2 separate regions of the Mus musculus genome follow, and region 1 is linked to region 2. The links are chromatin contacts, called in public HiChIP or PLAC-seq maps. All regions are on one chromosome and are shown on one strand. The core of a region is the stretch at or near the end of the contact, and the rest is flanking DNA. Distances in the headings are between cores, read along the strand shown.

Evidence for each region. HiChIP or PLAC-seq counts read pairs in DNA pulled down with a chosen protein or histone mark.
Region 1: an H3K4me3 HiChIP or PLAC-seq map of craniofacial prominence shows a contact between it and region 2, with 4 times the contacts expected there. The contact joins the promoter of Tmcc3 here to the enhancer-like site in region 2. A contact is called at or near these places in 2 of 39 promoter capture datasets (embryonic stem cells and hippocampal neurons), 2 of 484 Hi-C or Micro-C datasets (the N1E-115 cell line and nephron progenitors), 1 of 115 datasets of contacts at active chromatin or transcription factors (craniofacial prominence) and 1 of 9 other capture datasets (pancreatic islet).

What each region holds. Positions count from the first base shown.
Region 1 is chr10:94,512,834-94,519,177 of GRCm38.p6, forward strand. Tmcc3 (transmembrane and coiled coil domains 3) reads left to right here and starts at 2,024. Exons shown (of 4, transcript NM_172051.3): 1 at 2,024-2,271. The coding sequence starts at 2,194. It overlaps Gm40743 (a long non-coding RNA gene), which reads right to left and starts at 2,046. Exons shown (of 3, transcript XR_871960.2): 1 at 1,855-2,046; 2 at 1,499-1,755; 3 at 1-57.
Region 2 is chr10:94,301,317-94,308,512 of GRCm38.p6, forward strand. No RefSeq gene overlaps it. Among named protein-coding and RNA genes, the nearest start is that of Gm4792, 6.2 kb to the left of the region's middle. Within about 2 kb of position 4,400, at least 10 of the 459 cell types and tissues checked have an H3K27ac peak or open chromatin away from gene starts, as enhancers often do. A contact at or near this core is called in the N1E-115 cell line and craniofacial prominence, where this site is marked.

The DNA of each region.
Region 1 (6,344 bases), core at 774-3,273, 210 kb after region 2:
AAGCATGGCAGCATGCAGGTAGATGTGGTGCTGAAGAAGGAGCTGAGGGTTCTACATCTGGAAGAGAGAGACACTAGATGTGGAATAGGCTTTTGAAACCTCAAATCCCACTCCCAGTGACTCACTTCCAAGGAAGACACATTCCAAAACCTTTCAAATAGTGTCACTCCCTGGTGACCAAGCCTTCAAATAGATGAATGAGCCTATGGGGCATTCTCATTCAAACCATCACATACATTACAGTCTCTCTCACTTCCTAAGTCTGCATTCCTCATACAAACATAGTCATTCCCTAAGGCTCTGCTCAAATATTGGCCTATCACAAAAGCTTCTCTGGACATCATAACTGAAATCACACACACACACACACACACACACACACACATCACAATCTATGCTTTTTGCGTGGAAGAATTTACCTGAAAATCTCTCTGAGCCTGGTGTGTGTGTGTATGCATGCGTTTTGTGTGTGTGTGTGTGTTTGTTTGTGTTTTATTTTAAAGGTTCTTTTCCCCTTTAAGTGGCTTTAAATTAGGTTTCTGATTCTTTTTAAGTTTTAATAATTTACTCTACTTTTGTGGCCACATTTAAGATGTATACTCAGTGAAAAAACGATCAATAAACAAACAATCCTCCCATCTGCCCTGTAGCTGCTCAGTTCTCCTTTCCCAACTTAAGCTGCTTGTTCACTTATTCCTGTAGCTTTTTTTTTATCTTGTCAGAAATGTGCCCTGTGTATATATAAGCACAGGCATATATCTATATTTATGTATATGTATGTATGTATATGTATCTATATTTCTCTATATAGATATGATACACATTGCACTTTCAATAAATGGTAGAACACTATATTCTCCAGCACCTTGCTTTTCTTCACTTAACTATACATGCTAGAAATGACTCCACAGAGGGCCATCGCAACTGCTACACTTGTCTAATACTCCACTAAGTCGACATGCTTGGTTCCCTGGTCTCCTTGTGAGTGAATGACACATAGGTCAGGTTGTCCTCAGTCTTTGAAAAGGCCTCCTATCGAGAGTTCTTTATCTTTCATCAATGCCTCTCACAGGACTATCAGATAGATGTCTTAGACTTCCATCCTGATCTTGTCAACTTCTGGTTCAGGGAGCCCAGCAGCTTGCCAAACACCCACAGAACAAAGCTGAACTTAATGTTGAAAGTACATTCCCCCCACCCCCTACCCCCGACTCTCCGTTCTTCTACCTGATCCCTTTTTGCCTGAAGACACCCACTAAACCGACACCTTGAGGGTCCCCTCCCCCACCCCCACCCAACGCACAGACCTGTTTTCTCTCAGCCAGCTAGGGGGATAAACACCTCCTCCCCTCCCTGTAGGCAGATCACACTGCACTCTGAGCCTGTTAGGATCAGTGATTTAAAACCTGCCAATCCGGTCTCAGGGGCACGTCTCACGAAACCACTGGACCTTGTGTAGTTAATTTGGGGGTTAGGCAACCGATACCGCATTGATTACCAATCAGTACTTTTTCTCTTCAGATTCCAAATTCCTTGTGGGCAGGGAGCACTCGCTGGGACTAGAGAACGCTCAAGTGGAAAGATGTCCCGGTTTCAAAGTAGCTTACAACACAGTGAGTCACACAAGCACAATTAAGATACACAACACAGTGGGAGTGCCGCTCCGTGGAATACTAGATGGGAAAATGCCCCTCCGTCCTGGAATCCTTAGCCCACTGTCCAGGTCCAGGAAAGCTGTCCAGCAAGTAAGTGTGCCTGTTGAGTGAAATATGTATATATATTTCATTAAGGCATCCGGCAACCTCCTGTGTGCTCAAACCCGTCTTTTTTATCACACTCAAGTGGGTCCATAACCTGTGCCAGCGTCGCTCATCTGAGCCGGGAGAGGCGTGGGAGCGCGTGGGCCCCGTTCGCAGGCAGGGAGGGCAGCTGAGCCCGGCACCTGGAGCGGGTCTAGGCGCCGCGCGGGCGCAGGGGCGGGGAGCGGGGAAAGGGGCGGAGACTGTCGCCCGCCTCCCCACCCGGGCGGCGGCGCAGGGCCGCGGGGTGTCGGCAGCAGCTGCAGCGGCCCGCGCCACCCCCTCGGCCGCGGCTCCGGGGCGAGGGTGAGCGGAGCACGGCGAGCAGCTGCCACCCGGCGCCGAGTGGAGCGGCAGCCCCGGAGGACGCAAAGTTGTCAGTCTAAGCGCAGACATGCCGGGCAGCGACACGGCGCTCACCGTGGACCGGACCTACTCAGACCCCGGCCGGCACCACCGCTGCAAGAGCCGGGTGAGGGCGCGCGCAGGGCGGCGCGGGGGTGCGAGTCTGCGTGGGGAGGGCGCGGGCCGGGTCGGCTCGGAGGCTCAGCACCGTAGAACCCAACGCCGGCCTCTCCCGGCCGGGAAGGTCCGGGGAAAACCTGCGGCCCGGGGACGCTGGGCCACCGCTGGAATCGGAGGCTAGCCAGTCCTATTCCACGACGGTGTCGCCGGGCTCTCCTCCCCGCCAGAGAGCGCACGCTGCCTGCCGGGTCCCCGGGACTCCCAGGGTCTGGCTCCCTCCCGGCACAGCCACCTGCAGGGCTCTGCATTGCTGCTGCGTCCCCTGCCTGGCAGCTGAGTCCCCTGCACTGTACGCCCGGGACGCGCTGCCCAGGTCAAAAGTCGATCTCGGCATGGACGCTCCGGAGTTGGGAGCCGTGCAGAGCGGGTGCCTTCGCCACGGTTTGCAGCCTAATTTGCTGTTGCTGATTTTGGCTGTGAGCGAAAATAGCTCTTCTGAGCAAGCTGTGGAGACCGGCCATGGAGGGCTTCACTATAAAGACGGAGGCCACAGCCCCAGCTCTGGGCCCCTCCTGAGGAACACTTTCCCTTTTGGGAAGCTCAAGTGTCCAGCAAGGATGTGACACCCCCCCCCCCATCCCTTCTTTTGACGGACTAAAGTGCCATTTGAAACAGCACCTCCTCCACTCTGGCAGGCGGCACCTGGAGTTGTTCTCTGAGCCTCCCAACTTCTGGCTTGTCCGAGGAACTGGGGATTCGATGTCGGCTTTCTTGTATAAAGTTCGTAGAGATAGACCGGGCAGAGTTTCTACCCTTCCACCTCTAAGATCAAGTTGCGGCCATAAGTGATAGGCATATGCAGGGGTCCCTTATATATAATGTGGGTATGCAGTCACAATTTGAAACAGTAGTCGATTCTCCCAGAAGTGGCATGTTTACCTCATTTCTCTTTTCACTTTAGCGCCTCTTAATCAATTTAGGAAAAATGATTAAAAAAAAAAAACCCACAAATTTAATGAGTTTGGTGGAATCGCTCCTGCATCGACCGACTCTTTCTCGGTTTCATTAGAAGTTTCATAACAGTGCACCAGGAAAGTATTCCCAAACTCCCTAAGAAAAACATTTAGAGTTTTGGTTACCTGCAGTCAGAAGTTTGCTTGGGAGGGCAACTACTCGCGAACCCAGCTGACTGAAGGAAAGGTCTTTTTTCATAAAACATTTGTAACCCGGTGGGGGTGGGGGACAAACGTAATAGAGCAGTCACAGGTGAGACGGTAATGCTAAGATAATTTGAGAGCCTGGGTTGTCATAACTTAATGGTCTCTGTAAGCAAGCAGGGTTGGTAACTCCTGGGGGCTGGTGAGCTTGTTGACAAACTTGGAATGAGCTTGAATGAGTTGTTGCGGGTCAGGTAGAGGTGGGAACTGGTGCTCACACACTCAGTTGGGGAATGGAAGGACTAGCTGAACTGCAGCGTCTTCCCCACACCTGTCTCTCCTTAAAGTGACCAAGACATCATGTCAAGGGGATTTTTTTTTTCCTTAAAAATCCTGCTTATCACGTTTTACTTGTTACATTATCAGTAGGGAGATACTGGATTTGCAAGTAAACTGTGCAGTACAACTGAGTTAGGTGCTGGATGGACTGACTAGTCTCTGTAATTAGTCCACTGGGCAGATGAAACCTAGTGAAGGCAGAAGACATGGGGGGGGGGTAGGGGGGCGGGGCAGGAGTTGAGTGGCCCAGATCACACAGTTCAAGGCCCTCCTAGTGATCCCGATTTAGCCTTCTGGACTGTCTGCTTTTAGTTGTTTTTTGTTGCTATTGTTTTGGGGTTGTTTTTGAAACAAGGTCTCCTTGTGTAGCCCAAGCTGGCTAGCAACCCACGATCCTCTTGTCTTAGCCTTCTGAATGCTGGGGTTAGAGGCATGCACTGCCACAACTGGCATTGCTTTTAGGTTTGTTTTGTTTTGTTTTGTTTTTGGTCTGCTTTCCTGTGGAGACATCGAGGCACCAGGAGAGCTACCATAAGAACTTTTCTCTAGTGGGGCTGGTGTAATTTTGCATCCCTCCTCAAGGCTGCAATAAGTCTGCTGGAATGAAGGCACAGCAAAAGCAATTTTGCTGTGGCAGAAGGCAGCACCCCATTAGGTGATCTGGCTGCTCCTCTGTGGAACTCAGTTTGATATAGCTATAAAAAAGCATCCTCTTATTACACCCAGAAAAGCACGCTGTGCAAGAGGAAAGCACCAAACCTCGGAAGGGCTTAAAGTTCTTCCTGTTACTCTCTCATTGGAAACAAACTAGGATTTAAAAAAGAATCCCTGCCTCTGGCAAACTAGCTTTTTTTTTAAAAAAAAAATGCAGATAATTACTGGGGTGGATGCAGAGGTGACTAACCTTTCAAGAATGGGTAGTTTCCTCCCCCCAAACACCTTGTTGATTAACAACCGTCATTTAAAAGATTCCCCTTGAGGTAACTGGGAAAACACGCATCACTTTTGCTGGGCGTATTTAAGCCTTTGAGACTAGATGGTAATGAGACAGGGGACCACTTTAATATTGCAGAGATCTATTTTTACAGCCAGGTAGACTAACCTACATTCTCCTCCCCTCCCTCCCCCTTAGCAAAAACTGTAATGTAACAAATGGCATTTTTTTTTTGACTGTAGCAAAGCTGAAATGCCAGACTCATTCACAGTTTTAAACTTCATCTTTGTAAAACTAAAGAATGATGCTTGTTAACTTGACACACATAACATCTTTCTTCTTTAAAAGAAAGAGCATACATAATTAGAGCCTGTGTTGTTTTATTTTTCCTTTATGCCCTAGATAGTCAGAGCCTGTCACCAAAACCTATATTAAGAATATAGGCAGTCTGTCTTTCACATTTTAGCTAGATTTTGTTAATTATGTGAGTCCAGTTTTTTTTTTTTTTCCTTTTGCTAGTTGGTTGTCACTTTAAATGTTTCCTAATGCCACTTAGCATTCCCTTTAGCCGCTTGGGTGCAGCTATGAACTGTTGTTGAATATTATTGAATATGTAAATATTATTTGGGGGTTTCTACCCCACCTTAGATTATTTAGTTCCCAAATAAAAGACACAAACACCTTTATATTTATAATTAGCCTTAAAGCACTAGAGCTGGGCAGATATCAACTCTCTGTGCTATTTTGTTACTTCCTTGTCAGTAACCTCCAGATATCCACCCTGAGATGTCACTTTTCATGTTCCACTGGGGCCACTCCTACTCTAACAGCCTGGTCCTCATGGTCATGAGCTCATGATTCACCTACCCTGGGGTGGCTTCTTCCCACCCCCACCCCAGTATCCTTTCTTCTCTTGGTCCCTGCTTGAGACCTCAAGTCCAGAACCCTCACTCTGCCCATTCTACTGCCCAGCCCAGGCTGTAGACATCTTTATTAACCAATCATGGATAACTTGGGGGAGGGGCAAGGTTCACATAACAGATGTGTGTGGATCTGCTTGCCTTGGGGTACAGAATTCAGCATTTGAATACAAGCTGAATTAGACCAACCTTCTACAAACTATTGGAGCTCTAAGGATAGAAACATGGCTCTCAACTGGTTGATCACCAGGACAAGGCCCCAAATAACTTTTCTGAGACTCTAGTCCCTACTGGAGATGATAGGTGTCTTAGCTAGGGTTTTACTGCTGTCAACAGACACCATGACCAATGCAAGTCTTATAAAGGACAACATTTAATTGGGGCTAGCTTACATGTTCAGAGGTTCAGTCCAATACTTAAAATTCCACCCACCCTGTACAGAGCACTGCAATGTGAAAGGTCTCTAAGTATAGTTGGTACCCAGAGAGGACAAATCCTAATAGATAATAATGCTTTTAGCTGTTAACATCAAGGCAAAAGCATGGCAAACAGACATGGCTCAGGAGAAGCTGAGAGTTCTACATCTTCATCTGAAGGCTGCTAGCAGAATATTGGCTTCCAGGAAGCTAGGATGAGGGTCTTAAAGCCCACACTCACAGCAACACACCTACTCCAACAAGGCCATGCCCACTCCAATAGTGCCACACCTTCTAGTAGTGCCACTCCCTGG
Region 2 (7,196 bases), core at 3,150-5,649:
CAAACAAGACTACTTATAGATCATACACATCATGATATAATATATGGCTGAAAATACACATGAAATCTCTGTATAAAAAATAGTCTCTTTTTTTTTATAACTCACACATTTTCATAACTGAAATTTCCATAAGTCCAATACTCATAGCCGCTGTGATACTTTGAATTTCCACACAGTACAATATGGCCAGTGACTGGAATTGAGAGATCTGTGTGAGCTGGTGGCTATAGGTCCAACAGGGATTCCATGATGAAAGACTCTTCATGGCTGTTAACTGTGGTCTTGTTACCTTGAAAGGGTTAGCAAAGGCTGTGCCTTGACCGTGCTGTGTGTGGCTGCCGTCCTGATTCTCAAGCACTGTCTAGCTGATGGTGAAGGGCTTGCTTTGAAATGCTATCCATGCTGCTGTTTTTATGTCATACCAGTTCAAAACTACTCCCGAAGGAAAAAGGCACACAATCTGAGAGGCTGAAGAGTTGGCTCAGTTGGCAAAGTGCCTCCCACATGTGCCCGAGGACCAGGGTTTGGATCCCCAGCATCCAAGAAAAAGCTTGGCTCAACAGCATCTGTAACGCCATAGCCGGCATCAAAGGATAGAAAAACAAGGCAAGCTCCAGGGTTATGGGACGCTCTCTGAGGAAAATAAGGTGGACAGCAACTGAGGTGGATGCCTGACATTAACCTCTGGTCTCTACATGGAGGCAAATACACATGCATGAATACACACAAACATGCACATGTAACACACACACACACACACACACACACACACACACACACATACACACACACACACACATACACACACAATCAATCAATCAATCAATCAATCACTAAATACTTTTTTCTCACTAGAGAATTTTGGAAATGGGGTCATACAAAAAGGGAATCTAGAAGCCTTATCAAAGACCCCACTTGATCAGAAAGCATATAAATGCTGGACCACAACTCTGTGGCTTGCCTTCTGAATGACTCCAACTGTGTGGTTGGACGGACAGCCAGAAGTTGCCCTGTGTTTATTGTCTGGCTTGCTGGCATCCTCAGTCCTTTGTTCTTCGGTGTCTTCCTGCTGTTTCTTGGATTGTAGTGTTCCACATGGGCCCATATGCTGAAGGCCAGTTCCCTACCCTGTGGTGCTATTGGGAGGTGGTGGAACCTTCAGAAGGTGGAACCTAGTGGTGAAACATTGCCGGGAGTGTGCCCTGGATGGAAATATTTGTACCCTAGCCCCTTCCTGCCTGTGTTTCCCAGCAGAGATGAATGAGATGACCTGTCATTCAATTATCCATCACCACAGAGCAAGCCCAAGACAAACAACTTAAAGGGAGGAATTATTTTGTCTCAGCATCTGCCCACAGTCCTTGGTCTCATTCCTTTTAGGTAGGTTCAGAGGAAACCATCACAGTGGTGGAAGCATGTGGCAGAGGCTGCTCACCTCATGGAGACAGACAGAAGAAGAAAATGGGAGACAAGATGCATTCTTCAAAAGTATACATCCAGCTCTCTACTATCCCATGTCAGCCCCCATCTCCCAGTTTTTATATTACCTTCCAATAATGCTACCAAATTAAGAACCATCAATGGACTAATCTGTTCATGAAACCAGAGTCCTCCTGGCCAATCACAGAAGCTCATCAGCTGCCAAACAAGGCTCAAGTACATGGTTTGCAGGGCTGGGTCATAGCCGGGACACAGTAAGGCTTCCTCTACCATGTGCCCCTGCATGATGTGAAACTGTAGGTCTCAGTCTTCCTAATGCTGTGACCCTTTAATACAGTTCCTCATGTTGTGGTGACCCTCAACAATAAAATTACTTTCGTTGCTACTTTATAACCGTAGTTTTGCTACTGTGATGAATCATAATATAAACATCTGATATACAAAATATATGATATGGGACCCCAGAAGGGGTCATAACCCATGGGTTGATGTGTGGGGTTACCACAGGTTCCTAAATAATGAGGTCAAGAACTGTGGATAAAATGCTTTGCAACCATTAGCCAAAGTAAACATTATTATCTTATAAGTTGATTGTCTAAGGTATTCTGTCACAGCAACGGGGAATTATTAACTTACCTTTATGGAATCTTTTTATCTCATCACTTAATTCTCTTTGCTTGGATATTAGTTTCTAGGGAGGATGTGTTGTTTGTTGTCTACCAAGGCTTCCTCTGCCTGTGGCTGGTTGTAATAATTTTGGCTCATTCCTCCTCCCTAAGCTCTGTAGAGACTGTTGCATCATCCTCTGGCACCAGGGTTACTCGGACATATTTGTAACAAGCTTGATTTGATTCGCACCCACCCCCACCCCAAGAAGATCTGACTCCATTGCACCGATGTCAGAATAAAAATCTTCCCATCAAATCTAGCAACAAAGCCAGGCAACATCTTAATGTTCATTTGAAGTCTGTGTGATCGTTTCTCTTCATTGTAAACTGGACTGGAACTTAGAGTCACCTAGGAGACCGGGTCTGTGAGGACATTGCTAGAGACACTCAACTGGTGAGTAAAGGTTCAGATGGGATGTGGGCAGCAGTATCCTATGCGGTGGGGTCCCAGACTATTGACAGCAGAGAGCCTCACTCAAACATTCATCTCTCCCTACCTCTTGACTATGGATTCAACTTGACCAGAGGCCTCAGGCTCCTCCCACCACAGTGGGAGTGGCTCCTTTCCTAACATACCAGACCATGTATTTTTATTAAACTGTGACCCAAAATAAATGCTTCTTCCCTTCATTTGCTTCCAACAGGTATTTTGTCACAACAACAAAAGTAACTAGACAGCCTGCTTCTCTTGGTATATAGATACATCTCTGTGGGTTTAGCTCTTTCATTTTAGGAAAATGTATCATGTGCCTGAATACATATTTTATTACATTTATTGGATCCTCTACACCAATTAACTATACCAATTACCCGTGCGTTTGATTATCTCTTGCTCCTCTCTTACTACATCTTATTATCTTCTCCCTAATTGCCCGACTCCTTCTGTGCCTTCCCTTTGTACACGCCATAATTACCTCAAAGCCTTTTATCCCTGCCATTAATTCAATTCCAGTCATGTCTTTCCTGTCATTTGGCATTTTTAATTCAAGGATTAGATCTATCAGTGTTGTTTCAGCTTGCGATTCGTGTCCTCAGCTACAAATCCTCCCTTTTGCTTCCGCCATTTTACGGAGGCAGTTTTGATGTCTTTATGCTGCAGAGAGCTCTGTGAGGACTTCCTGTTTCCTAGGGTCATGCTTCGTGATAGACCAGTTTCTTCATAGCTCCTGAGCTCTCTTCCCCTCCCCCTATCCCTTTCCACCATACTGTGTTCACATGGTCACCATGTAAGTCCTTTTCAGAGATCAGCCCCAGCTGGAGGTTTTACACAGTTAGTGCTGCTTGTTGAAGTCACCACACCCTCTTCCCACCTTATTTAGAGTAAGTTTACTGTCCTTTCAGCAGTAAACTGAAAGGTTTACTATGGTTTTAGCTCGATTAATCATAGATTTGCAAAAGGAGTCTTTGTCTGCCATCTTTACCCTGAAACCTCAGGATGATTTTCTAAGATGTGCATCTTATCACACCACATTCTGCCCTTTGATGTCTTTTGAACCATCTTTAGAAAATAGGTCTAAAATTCTTTGTTTTTTCAACTCTTTCCTTACGTCCAAGATCCTTCATTGTTTGACCCACACCCTTCCTGTCTTGGGTCTCTCTTTATTCTCTACTTTATCTACTAAGCCATGACAGGAGTGTGTTGCTGAGCCTAGATCTGACCTCAGAACCCTTCCCTCCAGAGGCCTGCAGGCAGCATAGGGGCCATCGGGGCTGTAGTTAAACACACCCTTTGTTGTCTGTCTGTCTGTTTGTTTGTTTGTTTGTTTTGTGTGTGTGTGTGTAGCCCTGGCTGTCCTGGAACTCACTCTGTAGACAAGGCTGACCTTGAACTCAGAAATCCATCTGCCTCTGCCTCCCAAGTGCTGGGATTAAAGGCACCCTTTTAAACGTAATTCCAGTGTTTTCCTCTCTGGGAAGCTTAGCTAGAGTGCTCCCCATCTCTCTTCCCTCATGCACATTGGCTTTCCCTCTCTTGTGCTTTTCTGTCAAAGCATTTATCATGCTGAGCTGTAATTGGCTTTTATGGTGTCGGGTAGTGGATTTTGGAGCCAGTTTATCTAGGTTGGGAACTTATCTCCCACATTGCTGTCTGTATGACTTTGGATGGCATCATGCAAACTTTCTGTCCGCTGGTGGGAATTTACAGTTAACATATACAAAGTTCTGTTGAGCACATGCTCAGTAAAGGTTGTGTATTGTTTATTAAAGGGCATTCACTCTAAATGACTACACTAATGGCCTCATAGGACTCGTCTCTAAACACACAACCCAGGAGCTATCCATGGTGCTAAACCCTGCTTCCTACCACTGGACAGCGGTCCCACATCTGGTCACATGCTTAGTTCCACGTAGAGCAAATCCATGCTTGTAACTTTCCAGATGTGGCAAGGAACATGAAAAACTATTTCTCCCTTCCCATAGCCACCATCCTGAGTTTGTCTTGGTTACATCATGGGTGACTAAGTTTAGCCTCTTGACTTCTCTGCTGATCTCCGGATCTTTTAATAGCCTGCAATCCTAAAACTGTCCTCCAAGCCTTTATATCAGGGCATATCTCTACTTACAATTCATAAGAGGTCCTCAGAAAGGGTAGAGAGAACTTAAATGGTCTCAGGAGGGGTTGGTTAAATGGTAACTGTCACTGTGGTGTGCATAGTAAGCAGACAATAAAGGTAGCATAGAAACCCATAGGCTGAGAGAATACAGTAAGGTTTGAACATCTTTCATTCATTTATTGAACATGTATGGAGGATACACTTTTTGTAATAGTTCCCAGAGGAGCTATTATTAGTATATTAATATATAGAATTACATTAGTAAAATTCTTTCTTTAAAGAAGCTCAGAGACAGCCATTAAACAGACTGCATAAAGCATGCATTTCAAAGACTAGGATGAACTATGTATTTGATTAATTTACTGCATTAAAATACACAGGCAAAACCACTCTAAGGGAGAAAGGGTCTGTCTTGGCTCACAGCTTGAGCACACAACCTATCACGGCAGGGAAGGTGATGGCCACAGCCAGGAAGCACAGTGACAAATGTGAGGGCTCAGCTTGCTCGCTCCTCTTTATTCAACCCAGGACCTCAGACCATGGGATGGTGTCACCCACATTTAGGGTGAGGCCTTTTAGCTCAACTAACCTAATTAGGCACTCCCCCACAAGCATGGCTAGGCTTGTATCCTAGAGAAGTCTAGATCCTATGCCGTTCACAATCAATATTAGCCACCACAGAGTATGAAAATAAAGAGAGATAGCATTTTGGAGGCATATCCGTAAATTCTCTTTTAGATTACCTGCTGAGGCTGAGCATTGGCACGGAAGCTTAATGGAGAATCAAACATCTCCGATGCGTAGTCCACCAGATCAAATTCGCTACCACACCACCATTGCTTCTTCAACTCCCTCTTCCCAAAAAGGCCAGCTCTAGACTGTGCCTCAGAGAAGTTGAACAAACACTTTGAAAGGGCAAGAGGAAGAGAAAGGGCACAGCAATGGAGTAGATCTTCAACAGCAAAATACACAGCCTCGAGGATCTATAAAGCCTCAAGTGGCTGTAATGCTCTGGGGAAGAAAGCCAAGGGACCACACACTATCCCCTCCCCCACCAGTGTCTCTAGACCCCCATAGGCCAGATTCCCTCTCCTGTTATCTGTCCCAGCTTCTAAGATGTCTAGTCTCTGTGTGATGCCCCTACCCTCCCACCCTCTAGCTATTGTTCACTTTGTAGGCAGACTCTTCTTCACTCCAATTCTAAGCACATGATCTTCTCCAGTGATATACTCAGCTTTCCCAAGAAGCCTTTTATTAGATAACCTCATGCTACGTTAGTATAATTACTTGGCTGTCAGCTTTACTGGCAGAGAGACATAAGTCTGAGATACACTGATTTTCTATCTCTTATTGGTTAATCTTTGGGGCTCTGGAGTCAGATTTGATTTTAGACATGTCCAAGTTACATGTGGCTGCACGTGACTAAGAATGGCTGTGAATGTTCCCCAACAAAACTTCATAAGCTTGCCTAAAGACCAAGCTTTTTTTTTTGCAACATGCACAGTTCTTGAGTGGGAACTTCGTGGGTGACAGTGTTGCCCCACAAGGTCAACAACTTGGACACCCCTGTTAGATGTGTGTCAGTTATGAGCCATAAAAACCTGTCACTTATTAGCTATGCCATTTCTTTAAAGTTGATAAATCTTATTTGCCTAATACACCAAATGTCCTATAAGGAGATATTGCCAAGTTTTGTGTAGGGTTTAGGGACGATGACAACATAGACACAAAAACCAACTCATTAGGATCTAGTATATACAAAGAATATCTAGGATATTTTTTGTGTTAGATATTTACTGGAAAATTTTTTTTACCTATCTCAAGGAATTATGGATTGATTTACGCAATGTGTGTACTTCCTCCATAACACTAAATAGAGATCTTATGGATGATAAGGGTTGAAAAGAATTTCATGTTGTAGCTTGGGCTAGTCTGAATCTCAATCATCCTGCCCCAGGTGAGGCCTTGCTGGAGGAAGTATGCCCCTGACAGTTTAAAGACTGCAGCCACTTTCAGTTCACTCTCTCTGCTTTATGCATATGGTGTGAGATGTGAGCCCCCAGCCTCTGCTCCAGCCACCATGCCCATCTCCTGCTGCTTCAGCCCCACCATCATGGGCTCCAGCTGTGTGGAACCATTTGCCCAAATGAAGTGTTTCTCTCTAAGTTGCAGTGTCCCCGGTGCTTTATTGTAGCCGTAGAGAGGTAACAGGTAGATTTGTAAGTGAGACTTGAAACCTGCAAACTGCTGGAGGAGAATGTAAGGGAAACATTTGAAGACATGGGTATAGGACTCTAAAGAGGACTCTGATTGCTCCAGAAACCATCTCAAGAACTCACAAATAGGGACGTAGAAAACTGACAATTTTTCCGCACAACAAAGAAAGCAATCACCAAATTAAAATGACAACCAATTGAAGGCACAAGATGTCTGTGGTGGTTTGTGTCCCTGTCAGCTATGCATCAGATTAATACCTAGAGTGCATAAAGGACTTCAAAAAAAATTCAACATCAAACATCATCCAATCGATGAA